Linked DNA regions of Mus musculus: region 1 is linked to region 2. Evidence: chromatin contacts called from public Hi-C data. All regions are on one chromosome and are shown on one strand. The core of a region is the stretch at or near the end of the contact, and the rest is flanking DNA. Distances in the headings are between cores, read along the strand shown.

What was found. Hi-C and Micro-C count contacts between places; a contact is called where the count stands out from the background.
Region 1: a Hi-C map of bone marrow-derived macrophages shows a contact between it and region 2, with 23 read pairs. The contact joins two enhancer-like sites. A contact is called at or near these places in 3 of 484 Hi-C or Micro-C datasets (bone marrow-derived macrophages, embryonic fibroblasts and nephron progenitors), 1 of 115 datasets of contacts at active chromatin or transcription factors (bone marrow-derived macrophages) and 3 of 9 other capture datasets (adipose tissue, embryonic stem cells and liver).

The regions. Positions count from the first base shown.
Region 1 is chr3:22,124,337-22,128,612 of GRCm38.p6, forward strand. All of the region lies in intron 1 of Tbl1xr1 (transducin (beta)-like 1X-linked receptor 1), which reads left to right. Among named protein-coding and RNA genes, the nearest start is that of Tbl1xr1, 50 kb to the left of the region's middle. Within about 2 kb of position 2,290, at least 14 of the 459 cell types and tissues checked have an H3K27ac peak or open chromatin away from gene starts, as enhancers often do. A contact at or near this core is called in bone marrow-derived macrophages, where this site is marked.
Region 2 is chr3:21,823,031-21,827,764 of GRCm38.p6, forward strand. No RefSeq gene overlaps it. Among named protein-coding and RNA genes, the nearest start is that of 7530428D23Rik, 25 kb to the left of the region's middle. Within about 2 kb of position 1,596, at least 76 of the 459 cell types and tissues checked have an H3K27ac peak or open chromatin away from gene starts, as enhancers often do. A contact at or near this core is called in bone marrow-derived macrophages, where this site is marked.

The DNA of each region.
Region 1 (4,276 bases), core at 1,040-3,539, 300 kb after region 2:
CATGTCCAGTGTTTACCAATGACTCCTCAGGCTGGTCAACATCCATCCTCAGGATGGATAGTTTCTTAGTCTCGGGTTGTTCACAGAAGGCTGGCTTCTTTGTGCCTGGGTGCAAAGGGCATCTTGGTTCTGAAGTTGCAGTGGTTGCAGCCTTCATTCAGCTTAGCAGCAGTCTTTGCATTGTAGCCTGCACAACAGTTAGGCTGCTTCCCTTGTATCTTAATTTTACTATGAACATCTGTTGGATAAATGAAGTCTGACGAGTGATTGCTGTGTCCTTAATGTTACATGTTTTATTCTCTAAAGGATAAGTTGAGATGATCCTGAAGTGTAATACCTCTGAGTGTGGTCCTGGCAGAATTTAGAACTCCTGGTAACATGTTAAAAATGCCCTTGGTGGGCTCCAGCCATGCTTTAGCAGGTCTTCTTGCCTCTATAAAGGAGCAGGCATTCCCAGCCCAGACATTCTTTTCAAGTTGTGCTTTCTATCATACCAGCTTTATTAGGTCAGGACAGTTATTAACCATCTACACTTTAGAAAAGTCATTCTTCTTACGCTGATGATGTAAGTATAGAAGCATGACATTATGAAGAGTAATTTTGATTTAAAAATTACTAAAAAAATAAAACATGCATGTGCATGGTGTGTGTGTGTGTGGACTAGAGAGATGGCTCCACTTCTGGCCGCTCCTCCAGAGCATGAGGTTTAGTTAATTCCCAGCACCCACATGGCCACCGACCTCTGTCTGTAGTTCTAGTTTCAGAGGTTCTGCCTGATGGCATCACACAGGTGTACGTGCAGGCAAAATGCTAGTGTACATAAAATAAAAATAAGTGTTTTGTTAAAAGCCTTTTTTAAGTTAGAAAGTCTAAAACTTGAATGCTTTAGGGTGGTATTTTATTTATCATGAAAACAGTTGTCTTCTAGCTAGCATGTCTCCTTCCCACATTATGTATACCTTTTCTTAACTACCTAGAATTTATTTTTTATTTCGTTGTATTTATTTTTGAGGTACTCTTACTATATAGCCTGGGCTTGCCTGGAATTGCCATGTAGACCAGACTTGCCTAAAACTGCTAGATACACTTTTGGTTCTGCCTCCTGAATGCAGGATGTAAAGATGAATGCTGTGATGCATGGACCCCTAGAATTTAGAATGAGTTACTATTGTAGTAATTGGTAATGTGTGCATTCAGGACATTTATACTTTGGTGTGCATTTCAATTTTTTCAGAAGCTTGATACCTGCCAGTTATATAGTCAAACTTTTAAGGACTTAGTTACCAGCATTACCCCCCACCCTCCACCCCCCAAGCTGAATCTGAGTTTTAGTCTCCCAGATTCATTACTGTTTGTACTGATGGGCATTTGGGTTGTGGAGTCTCTGCTCACTGACCCTCTGAATTCTCTGTGGAGTGCCTGCTTATAATTTACAGTTGCCTCTTTCTGAGTTGGATTTTAGGTACAAAGTCACTTCTGGAGCAATTCTATAGACTCTTCTCTCTGGGGTGATTTCTTATGCCCATTGGATTAGAAGGTTGAAGACTTGCGGTGCCAGTTGGCTTTCTCCTCTTGTTAGTGGTGGGTTTAGCCATGTTTAAGAAACACTGCCTTATTCCGGGCCATAAAGACTTGCTCCTCTGATGTTTTTTTAGCCTCCCACTAAGGTGGTGTTTATGCATACAAAGTTGGTTTGCACCATCTTTTGACCTTTAGCACATGCTGCCATGAATGTTGTCCTTTGAGACCAGATCGCAGGCTGGCCTGAAGGGTATCTTTCTTACCTCAGATTCTTCAGGACTGGGAGCACAGGTACCAGCCAACACTTCCTTACTGCTTCTAGCTCATTTTAACAGGTTTTCTAGTAACTTAAAGTAGGTTTGTAGTTGTTACCCTCAAACTTCCACCCTGCAGCTGAGGTACTTATATTCAGGAATGAGGGACTGAGAGAAAGATGGGCGCTCCAAGAGTTTGAGTAGAGGTAAACTTGCTTTTAGTAGGTAGCTCTCAAGTCTCCAATTAGAAGTTTGAAGTGAACCCCAGAGAAGAGATAGTGATTAGAGCTGTCTCGTAAGGCAGACTCAAGAAACTTGCAGTCAGCACAAAAAAGGACTGTGCACTAGCTCAGAGGCCCAGTCCTGGATTTCTGCTTACTCCCTAGGCTTGTTAGGGTTTCCTTTTCCCGTCTAGGTAACACCCATATTTGTTGAGCTTTTCCCCTTAAGGCTCACCCTTTCTTAAACAGTGCCAAGTAGTGGAATGAGAGCAGGGGAAGTGAGAAGTTTTGTCTCAAGTGACTGAAGGGACACAGTGGTTGGCTTCATTATGTGTCATCATGGAGGCTGGTTCAGGGTCCATTTCTTTACCCTGATCAGAGGAATCTTGTTTCCTATGTACTCAAAGGACCGGAGAAGAGAGAGACGATGGCCTTGCTGCCCAGCAACCCCTGGGACCTGCCTTGCAGCCCCATACTCCATTTTTTACAGGGTTTAATGGGATCCAGATGAACACAGGTCCTAATGATGCTTGCATGACAAGTACTTTCCCAGCTGAACAGGGCCCATTTGATACTGTTTGAGTGAACTAAGAATCTGAATTTTAGCTGTAAGACTTGAACTTCTGGATACTGTGTTTCTTAAAGTAAGTTTGGGATCATGAGCACTTGTCTAGCACGTTAGAGTGATACTTTTTTGGACACTTCCTCCTTTGTTGCTTTGCAATCATGAGGGCATGTCTCTTTAGAGGGATATTTTATGGACCCTCTTTTCCTCCTCTATTGTTTGCAATCATGATTAAGTGTGTATCAGTTTAGACTGATACTTTTTGGATACTCTTCCTTCCTCCTTTGTTGTTTGTTTTTGTTTTGGCTCTGCTGAAGATACCCAAGACCTTTCACAGGTTTGGTGAGCTTGCTACTGCTGAGCCACATTTTAAGTAGAAAAAGCTTTTTGAAGTAGTCATTCATGTGTTGGTTAAAACTTATCTTTTCTTGTTGAGTTTTAGGTAATTTTTCTTCTAGATTTTTTTTTCTAGATTCCCATTTTGAGCAAAACATGGCATTTCTTGGCTAAGAATTTGCATGAAAACCTCTTTTTGTAATGTCAAAGGTATGCACAATGGAGAAACTGGATTTTTGAAGACTAAAACAAAAATTGTGTAATACATACTTGTGATTAAGAAGTTAAAAAACAGTCAGAGCTAGTGGTACAGCCGATAATCCTTGCTGTTTGGGAGGCTAACCCAGGAAAATCACAAGGTCAGCTACAGCCATGGCTACACAGAGACACCCAAGGCTATCTGGGTAACATTGTGAGACCCTATCTCAAAGTTAAAAATAAAAGGTGGACAGGAGTTGTTTTACAGTGGTAAGACTCTGGCTCAGACTATCGGAGCTCCTAGCTTTAGTCCAGGTGGATAAAACAATAAAATTCTGTTTTCAGTGATAAGAGTTCTCTGGGGTTACATTTAAATTGTTAAAATATACTAATTAAGATATTCCTTTTGTTTTTGAAAGAACATCTTAGGGTTTCTGTTGCTGTGAATAGACATCATGGCCCCAGTAACTCTTATAAAGGAAAATATTTAATTGGGGGAGGGCTTAAAGTTTAGAGGTTTAATCATTGTCATCATAGCAGGAAGAATGGTAGCATGCAGGTAGACATGGTGCTGCAAAAGGAGCTGAGAGTTCTGAATTTGGATCAGCAGGCAGCAGGAAGAGACAATGAGACACTGGGCCTGGCTTGAGCATCTGAAACCTCAAAGCTCACCCACTGTGACACACTTCCTCCAACCAGGACACAGTACCTAATAATATTAGTCCCTATGAGCCAATGGGGACCATTTTCATTCAGACCACCACATAGATGCATTTAAAGATTGCATTCTTTAGATTTTTTTTTTTTCTCTTCATCTTACCTGGTAGTCAGAACTTTAACCCCTTTATCATTTATAGGATAAGCCACAGAGTGTAGAATATTACATGTGCTGTTTTTCTGTATCTTCATTCTGGTTTATAATGTTCAGCAATCTAGTTAAAGGAATTTGTGTTAAAGGGTACTCCATATTCATGGACAGTAAGCTCTATTTTTATTTTAAAATGCCATTGTCTTTGGAAGGTATAGCTGTTGGTGTTAATTGCTTGACCTCAGGGCATGAGATTTGTAGGACTAACGTTTGAGCAAGCCCTCCTGTACAGGTGTGGTGGGTGGTCTGTTCTTGAGTTTGTAGCTGTGACCACTGTTTAAAAGCATATCATGTCTCCTGCAGCTTCCTCAGA
Region 2 (4,734 bases), core at 346-2,845:
ACATAGTTACTACTAGCTAATACACAGTAGCTATTATTAAAATCCTTGCCTAAAAGTGGGAGCTGATTGGGATTGCCATAATAGAAGCATCTAAGCACTACGTAAGGAGTAATGAGCACAGATCGAATGGTACCTTTTGTTGACTCATGGGAACAGGACAGCAGAGAGTGACGAGCCCTAAACACCCTATTTTCCAACTCATTTTGAGGTTGTTTTTGGAAGGATAATGAGCAAATTGTTTAGTGGTTACTTCTGGTGTATTGCCCTGCCCTTCTGTGCCACAATGTTTTCTCTCAATTGTTCTTCAAGGTGGGGACAGGGGACAATTCTAGACATTATTTTTCCTTCCTACCTTTTTCATCTCTGCTTTAGAATATGAACCAAATCCACAGCATACCAACAAGTTTCTGTGGCTTAATAAAAACAGAGCTTCTACGTCATTGTGACTGGCTCAGCCGAGCAAGCTAACTCACAGGATTGCTCAGAAGCTGCCGACCCTATTCTTACCAGACTCATGGTGTCCTGGAGGTTGGGAAAGCTCCAAATTCATGCCAGCATGATGACTTCGCTGGGTACTTGGCATTAAGCCTGAGGGACCTGAGTTTGATCCCTGAGACTCACACAGTAGAAGGAGAGAATGGGTTCCCACAAATTGTCCTCTGATCTCCACACTGGAGACATGCTCCACCCTGACTGCCACACACACATGCACACAGACAAAGATAAATACAAATTTAATAACTGTTTTAAAGACGCAATACATTGCTCAGTTCTGCTTATATTACAAACAAATGCATAATAGTAACTACCATAGCAAAATGAGTTGACGAGTGCATGTGCACACATATGTGTGCACATGAACATGCGTGTGTGCACAGGTGTGCAAAGACATGTGTTGTTGTGCAGACCAGAGATCAGGTATCTTGCTCTATTGCCCACTGTCTTATACTTTTGAGACTGGGTCTCTCACTGAACATGGAATTCATGGGACAGGCTATGCTGGCTGCCAGAGAAGGTCCTCTCTGTCTTTCTAAGTGCTGGCATCACAGATGTTTGCTGTTGCCAGCCTTGACTTTACATGGTCCTGTGGATGTGAATTCAGGTCCTCCTGTTAGCATGGCAAGCACTTTACCAGCAGTCATGTCCTCAGCCCTTTTCCACACTGGAAGTGTAGATTGACAGTCCTCTAAGGAAGCCTAGTCATAGACAGTACACAAAGGCTTAGAAAGCACAGACCTTCCCTGCAGTCACACAGCCACCAGGAAAGGGAAGGCCTCCTCATTCCCAGCTAAATGTTTATTCATGAGGTGAGTCTGCGGCTTTCCAGAGTTCTCTGCACCCGGCTGCGTAAAGAGGCACAACATCATTTCCAGCTCAGGAGAAAGCGATAGCAGCTTCCCCTGAGAGACTCTGTACTGGAAAGTGTTTCAGGAACAATTGCATGACTGACAATATTTGGTAAGCTGGCCAATTGTCACATTGGAAAAACAAAATGAAGAGGTCCTAAAAGCTTCCTGGCTTCCTTTGGAGCACTGACCATGCAAATCACGTCATAGAAATTCTGAGCACTGCGAGTGAAGAGCCAGTCCTACCACCATGGCCACACAACCACAATGGTCTTGATCACCATGCAGCCCTGCCTGTGCCAGGATGACAGCCTAGTTCAGGAGAAGCTGGTGCTGCTGCCAGCTGCCATTGCCTAGGCAAAGATGTGTCAGCAAGTAAGAAAGACTAGTCAGCGTGTAGCAGAGGTGGAAGAACAAGACTGCATGTGAACAGCAGCTGGGAGGTTGCCTGCTCTTCCTAACACAAAGGCGACACTATAGAAAAATGAAATCATGTGAATTTTTATGGAAGTCATTAAACACAAACAGGAAGAATCTCTGGTCTTTATAAGACCCCCAGTCTGTTTTCTGTGGAGGCCATATAATCAGAAAGAGCCTGGACAGTGGGTAGGATACAGAAGCAGTCGATAATAGACGCTTTTATCTTTAAATGTTATATGAAAATTTCTACCAATAGACAGCTGGGTCAGAAACTCCATTTGGTCCAACCTGAAAGAGGAAGCATCGAGCATGATTCATGTCCTCCAGTGTGGCAATAGTTTAGATGGTGTGGGGACCAATATACACATTAAAATTGGTTTCCTGTCCATTGGTGATTCGGATGCAGTCCTATTTATTTAAATAGAAAAGAAAGCAACTAGCTTACAGAAAATTATTGACCGGATGGAGTACAGGTGGTGTGTTGCTTTAGAAAAATACAAAGTTGATTCTAAATCAACTGAATTTGGAGAAACCTTGGCATGCTGGTTTCAGGCATAAGAGCTTCAGTTTGGATCCTGGACCTACTCTGCTGTAAGAGGGTAAAGTTTAACTCTGATCTGTTACCTATGAATGAGGATAGTGTCTCCAAAGAGCATGACAGAGTTTAACTGAATGACATGAAGAACTAAGTGCTCACAAAGTACTAAGTGCTCACAGCTCCAAGCCCCAACACATGAGAAGTAGGCCAGATCTACCAACTGTACTTAACAGATGCCCCTTAGAGAAGCACCATGATCAAATGCTAGACAGAGGAGGCCACTTTTGCCAATTGTGGTCTTGCTGTGCCACTCTAGGTACAACACTCTAAAGAACAGCTACCCACAGCTGCTCTGAAGTTAGTCACAGTGCTCGGTACTAGTGGCACCAGACTGTCGTATGAAGCTGATAATGCTCTCTAAAGTAGGTATCCCCAGGCCGAAAATTATGAGCTAGTCATTCCTGTTCCCAGCACATAACTGACAGTTCTCCATCCTAGTTCAACATAGCAACAACCTACATCTTGATATCAGTGCAAATACAACAATAGCTGTCACAGCTGTCCTGCTTCTTCTATACCTCGTATCAGGAGGTTTTCTTCTGCAGTCTCGGGCTGGGAGGGAAGCAAGGTGAACTGAAGCAGCTTTTGAATCTGAGGATGAGCCTCTCTCTGTCTCTCTCTATCTCCCTCTGTCTCTCTGTTTCCCTGTCCCTCCCCACCCCTCTCTCTCTCTCTCTCTCTCTCTCTCTCTCTCTCTCTCTCTGTGTGTGTGTGTGTGTGTGTGTGTGTGTGTGTGTGTGTGTGTGTTCACATAGATAATGCCTGGGCTCAATAGCCTCCCGAATAGCCACTACTTTGGCTACGGAGAAACCATTTGTTTTAATAAGCACTATAAAGTAGAGAATTGTCTTCCATCCACAAAGCTTAGGTAGCTTTAAGGCTGATAAAATGAAAAACCCTCTTACCTAGCAGATTTAAGATCATGATTATGATCATTCTGCTTTTCTCAGTATAATCATCATATGTACCTGACACAGAAACACTAAATGGACAAAAATACATTTTAAATATTAAAATTTCCAAATATTACACAGCACAAATCATTAGCATTTTGACCTTTGCTTCTGAACTTTCTCTGTGAAATCTTTCTAAGCAATGCAGTTTGTTCTCTCCATGTTCCTATGTGAATAGTTCACCATGGAATCGCTGGCATTCTGAATGTCTGTTACAACTACATCATTGCATTGTAGATGAACCAGGAAGCATCAAGCATCTTTTTACTCTATATTTAAATCATCACATCTTTATTATTTCAGGTATAATAAATACCTTGACATGTATTTTGCCCATATTTCAAAGTATTTTCTTAGGAGTGTTTTTGAATATGTAATTACTTGGATTAAAGTATATATTTTTTCTATTGGTTTTAGAACTTTTACATTTTATTCTATGACAATTAGACATGCATACCACAAATATTGATCATATCTAATGATCCTTGAACCTTACTCATGCTCCCTCCTCCTACCGTTATATCCCCTCCCCCTCCTCTCCTACCTCTCCTCCTACCTCCTCCTCTCCTACCCTTACATCCCCTCCCCCTCCTCTCCCTCTCCTTCCTCCTCCTTAACAACCCACTGAATCTAATTAGTACGATATTTATGCATATGGTTATGGGGATGTTTACCAGAGTACAGTCTATTGGTTTATTTGTATATTTGGAAATTTCTGTGGAATTGTCTTCTGTAACTCAGGCTAGCCTCAAGCTTGCTAAGTATTAGAGGATGGCTTTCAACTCCTGACCCTCCTGTCTCTGCCTCGAGTGCTAAGATTGATCCCATGCAACAATGCCAGGCTCTGTTTCTTTCTTTCTTTTAATTATGTGTATGAATGCTGCTTATATGTACATATGTGTATGCACTATACATGTGCCTGGTAACCTCAGAGGTCACAAGAGGGCATTGGATCTCCTAGAACCCAAGTTACAGATAATTGTGAGCTACCACGTCTGGGCTAGGGACTGTAATTAGGTCTTCTGCACAAACAACAAACACATTGAAATGCTAAATTTTAATTTTTTCCACTAAAATTGGTTTTGGCTTAAAAGGCAAGACTGTGGCCTTTATATAAATATTAAATGTTGTTAGTTGGTTTAGTTTGTTATACCTCTACATTGATTCCATATGTAAACTGTACCTAAGATGACCCAGAATATCATAGAAAAAAACTTAACTTGGGTTTAATAAAAACCAAAACACCACAGTATTTATTAATAGAAAGGAAATGTGTGCTTTGATATAGCCTGGATAAACCTGTCTTTCTCTAGGCAATTCCCATCTTAGTCTCCTCACATCTGCACCAGTTCCATCCCATACCAGATATCCCTCCCTTGATCTTATACCCATTAGCTCTGCCTCACATTGGAGACTT